Regions from separate parts of the Mus musculus genome. Here region 2 is linked to region 1. The links are chromatin contacts, called in public Hi-C maps. All regions are on one chromosome and are shown on one strand. The core of a region is the stretch at or near the end of the contact, and the rest is flanking DNA. Distances in the headings are between cores, read along the strand shown. Region 1 overlaps Rgs6 (regulator of G-protein signaling 6). Region 2 holds the start of 1700085C21Rik (RIKEN cDNA 1700085C21 gene).

Region 1 (4,627 bases), core at 1,089-3,588:
GAGCAAGCCTATATGACTCACTTTCTATTTATGACCAAATACCTGAAGCTAGGACCTTTGTAAGCAGAAGGGATTTATTTAGCTCACAGTTTGGAGAGCAGAAGCTCAGCACTGGCTCCCACTGAGCCGGCCTCTGGTGAAGGCCTCCTTGCCTATGTCACAACATGGTAAAAAAAAAAAAAAAAAAAAAAAAGCAAAGAGGGACCATGCTGTGTGCAGGAAGAGTCGAGGCAAGTGGGTGGGCTGGCCTCACTTTGTAAGAGCTCCCTCTCACAAGGGCCATCTCACTGCAGACAGCCAGCACCCCTTCTAAAGGCAGCCCCACAAACCACCTCTCACTAGGCCCCAATCCTCTATGGTCAACCCCTCTAATTGCATAGGGGAACAAGCTATTAGCACACGTACCCATAGGGGCCGTACTCAAACCACAGCAAGGCCAAAGTTAGAGCAAAGCTGTGTTTTGATAACTAACCAGATCTGAAGCATTAACAGCTACATGACATCCTTAGACCACTTTGAAGACTAAGAGCATACCTTGACCACAATGGCCTAATCATATGTGCTCCCAGACTCTTGCCCCAATTCTTTATTTATTTTACATAAGTCTGTGACCCAAAGATAGACTAGGGATGTGCTCACTGAATGCTAGATTTATTCCTCTTCCCGATGTAGCCCACACTGAATAATTCTCTCTCTGCTTTCAGTGTTACACTTCTCCTAGGTTGAATACTGGGACAGGTCCCTTTGCCTAGCTTGTTTGTGCTGCCAGAGGCCAAGCATTTCCCTAAAACTCTGGTTGCAATATCAATGTATTTGCTCATTTCAAAGGAGGCAGGGCTGATCCTTTGGGTCCAGGTACATGTTCTCATCAATAAAAGAATTCATATATGGCCACAACTGGATGCATATGTATAGACAGCTGCCTGGGAGACCTCCTTAGGATAAATTTTTGTGGACTCAGCTATGTTGGTAAGGAGTCATTTGTCTAGCTCTATCCTTTGTGATAATTAAGTTGTATGATGAGTTGTATAAGCAATACCCAGGGCACATGTATGTTACTGATTTGAAGCTGTGGAACCTGATCAGTGCAGCCAAAAGTTCCCAAAGTCCTCCTTACCAGTAGAATGCCAGCAGTGGAAGGTCTCACACACATCATCTGGTAGAAATCTTTGGGAACTGTTCATCCCTTGGTCTTTTGCAGCCAGCAAGTATTTTGAAAAATCTAGTACTCCCCCACTTCCTTTTGTTTAACATGGACAAGGAAGAAGGGCAATTTGCCTCATAGGTAAAAGAAGGAGGGAATTCTATAATGAGGGAGTTGGCCACTGCTCCTAGTCTCTGATCCACTATGGCCTTTCTCATATGGAATGACAATTACTTAAGACAAAATAGGCAAATGCGGGCAGAGCTGTATTGAGTGAACAGGGCTTGCAGCTTTCAAAGAATTTATTGTATGTTACTCAACACCAAGTTCATTTATTTCAAATTGAAGTCATGGTGGGAACGGTTAAAACTTCTGAGCATTATGACTAGGGATCCATAGTTAAGAGCACAAAGGATGTAAAACCAAATGAACGCCTCACTCAGGATTCACCTAGGAAATGGTTATTACTGAAGCAAATCTCAGTTCCTTGAGTCTTGGCCAGGACAACCACCCTTGCTTCAAGCATCTTCCTGTAGCTTTGTGGCTGATACAATAGGAAAGCGTCAATGGAAAGGCATGGTGGGAGAAAATGGGTTACACATCTCTAAAGGACTGCTCACCATTTATTGCAGTGCCATTCTTGGGACTGGCTCTCTGCTGCACGTCTGCACAGCAGTGTTCACGGTCTTCTGGCTTGTGCCTTCTGCTCGTCATAAATCACTTGGGTGAAAAGATATTTCTAGCCAGATGAACTCTCTCCCCCTCATCCACATTTACCCTAAAGGGTGAATGCGTTGTTCCCAGGAAACCACCTGGTTCCTTCTAATTTGTTAGAGGAAGAGTCTCTCAAACCTGCCCTAGGAAAAGGACCTGTGCTCACCTTCATACCTCCTGCTGCCCAGTGTCATGGATTCAGCTGTTCTAGGACAGTCTAGGGCAAAGTGACTTGCAATCTTCAGCACTATGAGTAAGCTACAAAGGAAATACAATTCAGTCTATCAGTCTATGAGAGAGGGAGAGAGAGAGAGAGAGAGAGAGAGAGAGAGAGAGAGAGAGAGAGAGAGAGAGAGAGAGAGAAGAGTGCAAACTGGGAGCTCAGAGCCAGAAATGTTACTCTCCAAAGGTTTCCTGGAGGCTTCCTTTGAATTTCAATCCTCAATGTTTTGTTGGCTTGGCTCAGCGAATCTAATTATATAGAGAAGACAGAGAAGCAGCTGCATTTAGCAAGTCAGAAAAGTCCCCTGGCAGTCTACCCTAGGAACAGCTAAGCATATGGAGTCATGCAGAGCCCCTGAAGACTCTACTCCTTGAGTGACATCAAGACAGGGAAGGCTGCCCATATGACCTAACTGAGAATTGCCAGTGTATTTCCTTTATTCTCTCTCTCTCTCTCTCTCTCTCTCTCTCCCTCTCTCTCTCCCTCCCTCCCTCCCTTCCCCCTGTCTTTCTTTCCTTCTTTCTTTTAATTTAGAGATATTTTCTTTCAGACTAACCTTCTCAGCTATCTAATCCCCTGCACCCAACAAGGGAGCAAGCAGTACTTTTTATAACCCCATAGGGTGACAAAGGTGTGTTCCCCCCCCCCATGCCTTCCTGGGTGGGTGCTTTCCACTTTCCCTGCCTCCTAAGGTGAGAGGGATCAGCTGTACCTGAGTGCTTAATGTCAACCATTTTACTTCCTAGTGGAGACTGTGACTGGCTCCACAGGCAACCATCCACCTACCACCATCACGGCCCACCCCCACCTCCATACCAGGAGCCTAGTTGTCTCAGACTGTCTGGAGACAAAAGGTGGTGGAGGGGCATCAGTGCTCCCTCATGCCTGTGCCTACGTTCATCCTGGGAGGACCATCCTAGCTTCCACTTTCAAGGCATCGCTGGGAAACCAAGGTGAGCCAGTCCCTGGTGCAGGCAGTAAAGGCACACTGTGCACAAAGTTTTAAAACGCTAATAAAACAGCCTCAGCGGCTGTCTGCTTTTTATTACCGCCTCGTTCCAGGAGTCTAGAGGGTATGAGCAAAGACAAGGAACAGTGTCTTTTCCTTCTAACTGCCTCGGGCTTGTTGGTCCCTGTAACAGAAAACAAATGAAGAAGACAAAAGGCATACCCATCTATTGCACACACATCTATGGGACATAGAACCTTCATAAGGAAATGGCTGCATGGGAAACAAGAACAGAGGCTGCAACTGCTATGAGCAGTGACATCCTCTGGGCTAACAAATGTCAATTGGGTCAGAATGAAAACCTGGCTTCTCTCCTCTTATTTAGTATCTGGTTTCTTAGTTGTCTCATTCTCTTCTATACTCACCCTGGATGTCAGAAACAACACTTTATGGATAAATATCTGTTAAAAAGATTTTATTTTAGTGTGTGTGTGTGTGTGTGTGTGTGTGTCTGTGTGTGTGTGTGTGTGTGTGTGTGTACATGCATGCATGTACAAATGTGCAATTGCCTACATAGACCAGAAAAGGCATCAGATCTGTTGAACCTGCAGTGATAGGCACTTGTAAGCTATGCAAAATGGTTACTGGAACACAAACCCCAGTCCTTGAATAGGGCATTAAACACTCTTAGCCATGGAGCTACCTCAGCCATAAAATACATATTTTATGGCTGAAATAGAATCTACTGCCTCTCACCTGGCAGGAATGACTATATCCTGAGTTGACCAATCCTGAGATAGTAATCATCAGACCACAATACGGCCAAGTCTACACAGTTTCTATCATCCCTCCCTCCCATAACCAGGGAGCTCATGTAGACCATCTTCCCCAAAATAGCCATATTGATTATGGGAATCCTTTCCATCATTACTTTTGCTTGATTTTCATAGGGCAAGTGGCCAAACTTGCCTTATGGGGCACTCAGAGTTTGGCTTCTGAGACATTATGACTATGGTAACAGAAGGAGTTAAGTCTTGAGTTTTAATTTCTAGGTTTCAGGGAGAATGAAGAGGAATAGACCGATGGGATGGATGAGAAAAGTACATTGGGATGTCATGAGTGTGAAATGCCAAAGGCATATGTGCACCCTTGTGTCCTTCCACACTCAGAATCACAACAAACTCACAGGTAACATTGATTTTATCGGCTGCAATCCGCCCAAGTATTCCTGCTTTCCCTCGACAGCTGGCCATTGGCAAATATAGACTTTTTTATTCTAATATTAACTCTATTTATCACCCTACCCTTACAATCTGCACACACACACACACACACACACACACACACACAGTCACATGACAAGAGATCAGGGAGGCCATCATGATCATAATAGTAGGTATCCTCTTTATGGAGTCCAGGTGAGGGTGTTCAGCCTGCTTGGTCTCGAGTGTACAGTAATCACCCGTGCCTGGTTTTTCTGCTGTGACTTGAATAGGTCTGTGTTCTCATGTCTCTGGTCTGCTTTGATAAGCTCATAGGTGGAACCATTGCCTTCTGAGGACTACGCGATTCATCAGTCTGTGTCTTAGGTTGGGTA
Region 2 (5,207 bases), core at 1,747-4,246, 33 kb after region 1:
ACCCAGAGTCATTCATAGGCAGTGGAGAGGGTGGTGCTCAGAGCCAGCGAAGGAGTTGTATGGCAGATGTGGTTGCAATAAGGTAGGGCCTAGAAGCTAAAGATCGCATGCAGCCTAGAGCTGCAAGAGCCAAGCCATTGAGTCTCTCCTAGGAACGTGAGAGGACTCAGCTTCTCCAGCCACTCCAGACTTCTCAGCTCTGGCAAAAAACAGTAAACAGCTCTGCTTTCAGTCACTAAGTTTGTGATCAGGTGTTCAGGCAACAGTGGGAAGCTAGCAGAGGCAGCTCGCCCTGCTTTCCTCCTTGGGATTAGCCACATTACAGGCTGGCCAACTACAGAAAACTTATCCTAATCTATCAGAGTAAAGTTCTACCGCCCCGGCTCCAACAAATGCCACCCGACGCTATCAACTCCAGCAACTTACTTCATCAAACATGGAATTAGCTTTCATATAATAACTAACAAAAGTATGCACTTGTCCGGTATGTTGGTTATCTTTGGAAGATATGCTTGCAATTTTAATGTTCTATGGGGTTTTTTTTGTTTTTGTTTTTCTTTGTTGTTGTTTTAATCCATTTAAGGAAAACATCATAAAGCTTGGAACTAAATGACCCAGCAATTGAAAACTTAAACAATGAAGACATTTAGCCTTGTGACAACGCCACGGTGTGTGGCCTAGTAGTAAATGAGAACGTAAATATGTTTGCCCAAAAAGAAGATAGAAAAGGAAAAGAAAAGCTATCACTCCAAATGAAATCAATTGTTTGGCGTTTTACGGGGGCTCTGGGGTGGGTTCCCCAAGGACACTCATGCTATGCATGATCTCTGGTTCCACAGATGTGATTAATTTTGCTTCTGTGATTAGGTATGTTACATGACATAGATTTATGGCCAGGGATGTTGTTTGGATGGGTCTGGCCTAATCATATGGCCCTTGAAAAGCCAAGCGCGTTCCCTGGTTAGTAGCAATTGAGAACTAGTTTGCGTACCTGGTTATCTGAAGGTTGAGGAGCCTGCATGTTAAAGTGTATGGACAGCCTGTGTGATCCTGTCCTGGACTCACAGCAGCAAGGTGAGGTGCCGGCCTTCAGTGCTACAGCTACAAGGAACCTAATTCTGATACCAGCACAAGTGAGTTTTCCTTCAGTACCTCCAGATGGAGGCCCAGATCAGCAGACGCTTGAGACTAGCCTAGGAGGGGCTACATGGAGTGCTAGCACTGAGTGGACCTTCTAGACCATAGCACGGTGGGTGCTCGCACTGAGTGACCTTAGAAGCCAGCTTTGATTCATAAGGCCTCTCTCTGTTCCTCCAGGGAGCAAACATTGGTTCTGGGGGAAAAGTGATTTTTAAAAATACCTTATTTTCTCACATCTAAACCAGTTGGGGATAGTTGAGGTATCTCAGAAGTCCTACTGGGAGAGGAATAATAAACAAAGTATTAGTAAATGCTTACCTAAAATACAAGTTCAATATTTGGTTTCTACTGGTTTTTGCCAGTCTGCTTCTAGTGCAGTGGTTTGGGGGCCGAACAACCCTTTCACGGGAATTGTGTATCAGAGATCTTGCATACCAGATATTTATATTATGATTCACAGCAGTAGCAAAGTTACAGTTATAAAGTAACAACAAAAATATTTTATGGTTAGGGGCCTCCACAGTGTGAGAAACTGAATTAAAAGGTTGCAGCACTAGGAAGGTTGAGAACCACTGCTCTGGCGAAAGACAAACTGAACAGAGGCAGGGAAACGGAATGGAAGGTCCGTTTTGCTCTCTGCTGAAGCCTAAGAACCGGGCATGGTCCTAGGACCTCAGAGGTGTTCAGTTAACAGGGAGATGGTGAAGTGGGTGGCAACCTCTCTGGGTGCTCACGAGGTCACAGCAAGGGAGGTTTCCCTGCAGATCCAGGCTCTTCCAGGCAGGTCTGATGAAGTTTACAGGACAGCTAAGGCAGATAAGGCTTTTCTTTCCCTTGTGCTGAGTCAATGCCAGAATGTAGCTCTGAGGATGGGCCCCCATGAAAAAGTTGACGGGGGCCTGCTTTTAATGTAAAAAACTTGCACCTCAAATGTCTGAATGCCGTACTGGGAACTGAGACTGAAGGAAGGACCATCCAGAGACTGCCCCATCCAGGGATCCATCCCATAAACAACCACCAAACCCAGACACTATTGCATATGCCAACAAGATTTGCTGACAGGAGCCTGGTATAGCTGTCTCCTGTGAGGCTCTGCAAGTGCCTGGCAAAAACAGAAGTGGATGCTCATAGTCATCTATTGGGTGGAGCACAGAGCCCCCAATGAAGGAGCTAGAGAAAGTACCCAAGGATCTAAAGGGGTCTGCAACCCTACAGGAGGAACAACAGCATGAACTAACCAGTACCCCAGAGCTCGTGTCTCTAGCTGCATATGTAGCAGAAGATGGCCTGGTCAGCCATCAGTAGGAGGAGAGGCCCTTGGTCTTATGAAGATTATATGCCCCAGTATAGGGGAATGCTAGGGCCAGGAAGCAGGAGTGGGTGGGTTGGGGAACAGGGTCGGGGAAGATATAGGGGACTTTCAGAGAGGAAACTAGGAAAGGGGATAGCATTTGAAATGTAAATAAAGAAAATATCTTTTAAAAAAATGACAGGGTCTGTCTTGCCTAGGCCACTGTGATAGGAATGTCACCTTGCACAATGGTGGCAGCCACGGGCAGTCTCTGTGAGCTGTGAGGGTTGTGTTTAACACTGGAGCCTGTTGTTTAGAAAGTCGGGGAGGGTGAGGGTTGAGCAGTTTGCTATGGATGCCATGGCAAAATGCTCCCTTCTTGGATAGTTTCAAGATGAGAATTGTATTTTCTCACATTTTAGGAAGCTGAAACGTACACGGGCAAAGTCCAGCAGGGCTCAGGGCAGGACGAGGGCTCGTTCTTCCTCCTCATCAGCCAACTCTGTGCACGTGTGTGAAGAGAACAAGCCTTCTGGTATCTGCTTTTTAAAAGATGCCAGTTGTTCTGCTTTGGGGCCCCGCCTATGACATCACAGTTACAGCCTATGATGGTTTGTCGCATTGGGCATTGAGCTCCAACATAAGAATGTTGAAGGGCCACAGACATTTAGTCCATAGTAGATGTAAAATGGGGAGACAGGTGCAGGGTGGAACCTTCAAGCAGATGCTGAAAGTCACACCAATGGGACCTTGGGGTTGCATTCTGGTATCCTACACTCACCAGGGAGCTCAATGTACAACCGGCCTAGGCATTGAAGAAGCTAGAGGAGAACCTAGGGGGAAGACAAGGAGTATTTACCTGGATTTTTCTTCCAAAAAGTAAGCTGGGCGTGGTGGCGCACGCTTTTAATCCCAGCACTTGGGAGGCAGAGGCAGGTAGATTTCTGAGTTCGAGGCCAGCCTGGTCTGCAAAGTGAGTTACAGGACAACCAGGGCAATACAGAGAAACCCTGTCTCGAAAAAAAAAAAGTAATGGGTCTTATCTTTCATGTGTGGCTGGAGGCAATGGGTAAATTTGGAACTCAAAGTTGAGGCATAACAGTAGTAGGTAAGTAGGTTATCAAAATAGCAGAGATTGGAGAAAAAGGCTCATTTTAGAAATGGAGTGGCAGGAATGACATCATAAATAAATATAGTTTGCTTGCCCTGAGTCTCTCAAGGTTATGGTTCAAACGTTCTATGTCTGGGATTCAAGTCTCGCTCACATGGACCAGTCGGTATAGATGAAAAATGGCAGCCATGATTCGAACTCACAGAACAACTGTAAAAATGTCGTCTACTAACACATTCACTGAACAAATATTTTGAGCACCAGCTGTGTGTCAGGCATTATTTCCTGCACCAAGGACAAAGGAAAGAAGAGAGAGACAATGACATCTCTCTCTCATGGAAGTGACCATGGGGTGAGAAGAGAAATAATGCAATAAATAATGAAATAAAAGCGAATAACATATTATTAATCTCTCAGTGCCCAAAATCAGCTGTCTTTCACATTTGTTCTGTTCTGAGTAGTTGCCACTTCTCTTGCAAATGCCAAGGCAGAGCTTCCTGCCTGGGGCCATTCTGCTATACAGGGTCATGTCCCAGGTGAGACTCAGCCTAGGTCTTCTGACTTCACAAATCCCTCTTCTCGCAGAAAATGCAAGCTCAGGGTTCACAGACTTACAACATTAAAGCAAATATATTATCTCTATAGGACAGGTGGCGATGATCTCAGACTCACAAATGACTATGTAGGCAGATGCTTCGTCAATGATAGAGAACGTACATGTGGCCCCAGTGAACTCATTTTCTGAAAGTAACTGGTTTCTATTAAGACGGAGACAGTCGTGGTGTGCTGACACAGAAGTAAGGCAGGAGAGTGGGCTGAAAACTGGGAATCTAGCAGTTCCTTAGAATAAGAGAAGGGAAGGGAAAAGTGCCAAATCCGAGAGCCAGCTGTGTTAGCCCCACCACAGATACAAGTGGCATTGGGTTTCTGCCACTCAAGTTATAAAGTCAATAAAGGTGGTAAGTGGAAGAGGGGGGGAAAACATTACCACGTGTTTAAAATGGAAAGCTTTCTCTCTGATGAATAATAATTCCTAATTCCTCCCCTTTCCCAATCCCTGCCAACTACTTTACTACTTTCTGTTTCTATGGCTTTGGCTGTTGTAAAATATTCAGAGAAGAGTGTGGTGCTCCTATTTGTTCCCTACTGTTCTTACAGTCTATCCTCACTGTGTACCATGGCAGGACCTCCTTTGGTTGTTAAGACTGGACAATACTCTACAGAGCACACATGCTTCACTTTCTCTGTCCATGCCAGTGGACATCTGGGTATGTTTCTGTACCTTGGCTGCTGTAAATGATGCTTCAGGAGACTCAGGAGTGCAGCTCTCTTTTCTGGATTCTGATCTCAGTTACTCTGGACATGGGCTCAGCAGCGGGATTGCTGCCTCCCATGGCAGTTCTACACTCCTTCCCACAGCAGGGACACCATCTCACATCCTCACCCACCTAGACAAGAGCTCCCATTCCTCTACCTCTTTGGGAACACATGCCTTTAAAAAACAACAACAACAACAACAACAAAAAACCCAGAAAACAAACAAATAACAACAAAGCAACCAGCTATGTCAGCCGGTGTAAGGCTGACCTGTCTCTTTTATCCCATGGCATTGGACATTTTTTCCTAGGTAGCTGCTGGCCATTTCTGTGTCTTGTTTATGTCTTG

The links. Hi-C and Micro-C count contacts between places; a contact is called where the count stands out from the background.
Region 2: a contact with region 1 is called in a Hi-C map of cortical neurons, with 1.8 times the contacts expected there. The contact joins the promoter of 1700085C21Rik here to the enhancer-like site in region 1. A contact is called at or near these places in 6 of 484 Hi-C or Micro-C datasets (8-cell embryo, the HL-1 cell line, the HPC-7 cell line and 3 more) and 2 of 115 datasets of contacts at active chromatin or transcription factors (embryonic fibroblasts and embryonic stem cells).

What each region holds. Positions count from the first base shown.
Region 1 is chr12:82,903,618-82,908,244 of GRCm38.p6, forward strand. All of the region lies in intron 2 of Rgs6 (regulator of G-protein signaling 6), which reads left to right. Among named protein-coding and RNA genes, the nearest start is that of 1700085C21Rik, 33 kb to the right of the region's middle. Within about 2 kb of position 2,339, at least 13 of the 459 cell types and tissues checked have an H3K27ac peak or open chromatin away from gene starts, as enhancers often do. A contact at or near this core is called in cortical neurons, where this site is marked.
Region 2 is chr12:82,936,159-82,941,365 of GRCm38.p6, forward strand. It overlaps 1700085C21Rik (RIKEN cDNA 1700085C21 gene), which reads right to left and starts at 2,997. Exons shown (of 3, transcript NR_046045.1): 1 at 2,847-2,997; 2 at 1,362-1,417. The region is part of intron 2 of Rgs6 (regulator of G-protein signaling 6); the gene reads left to right.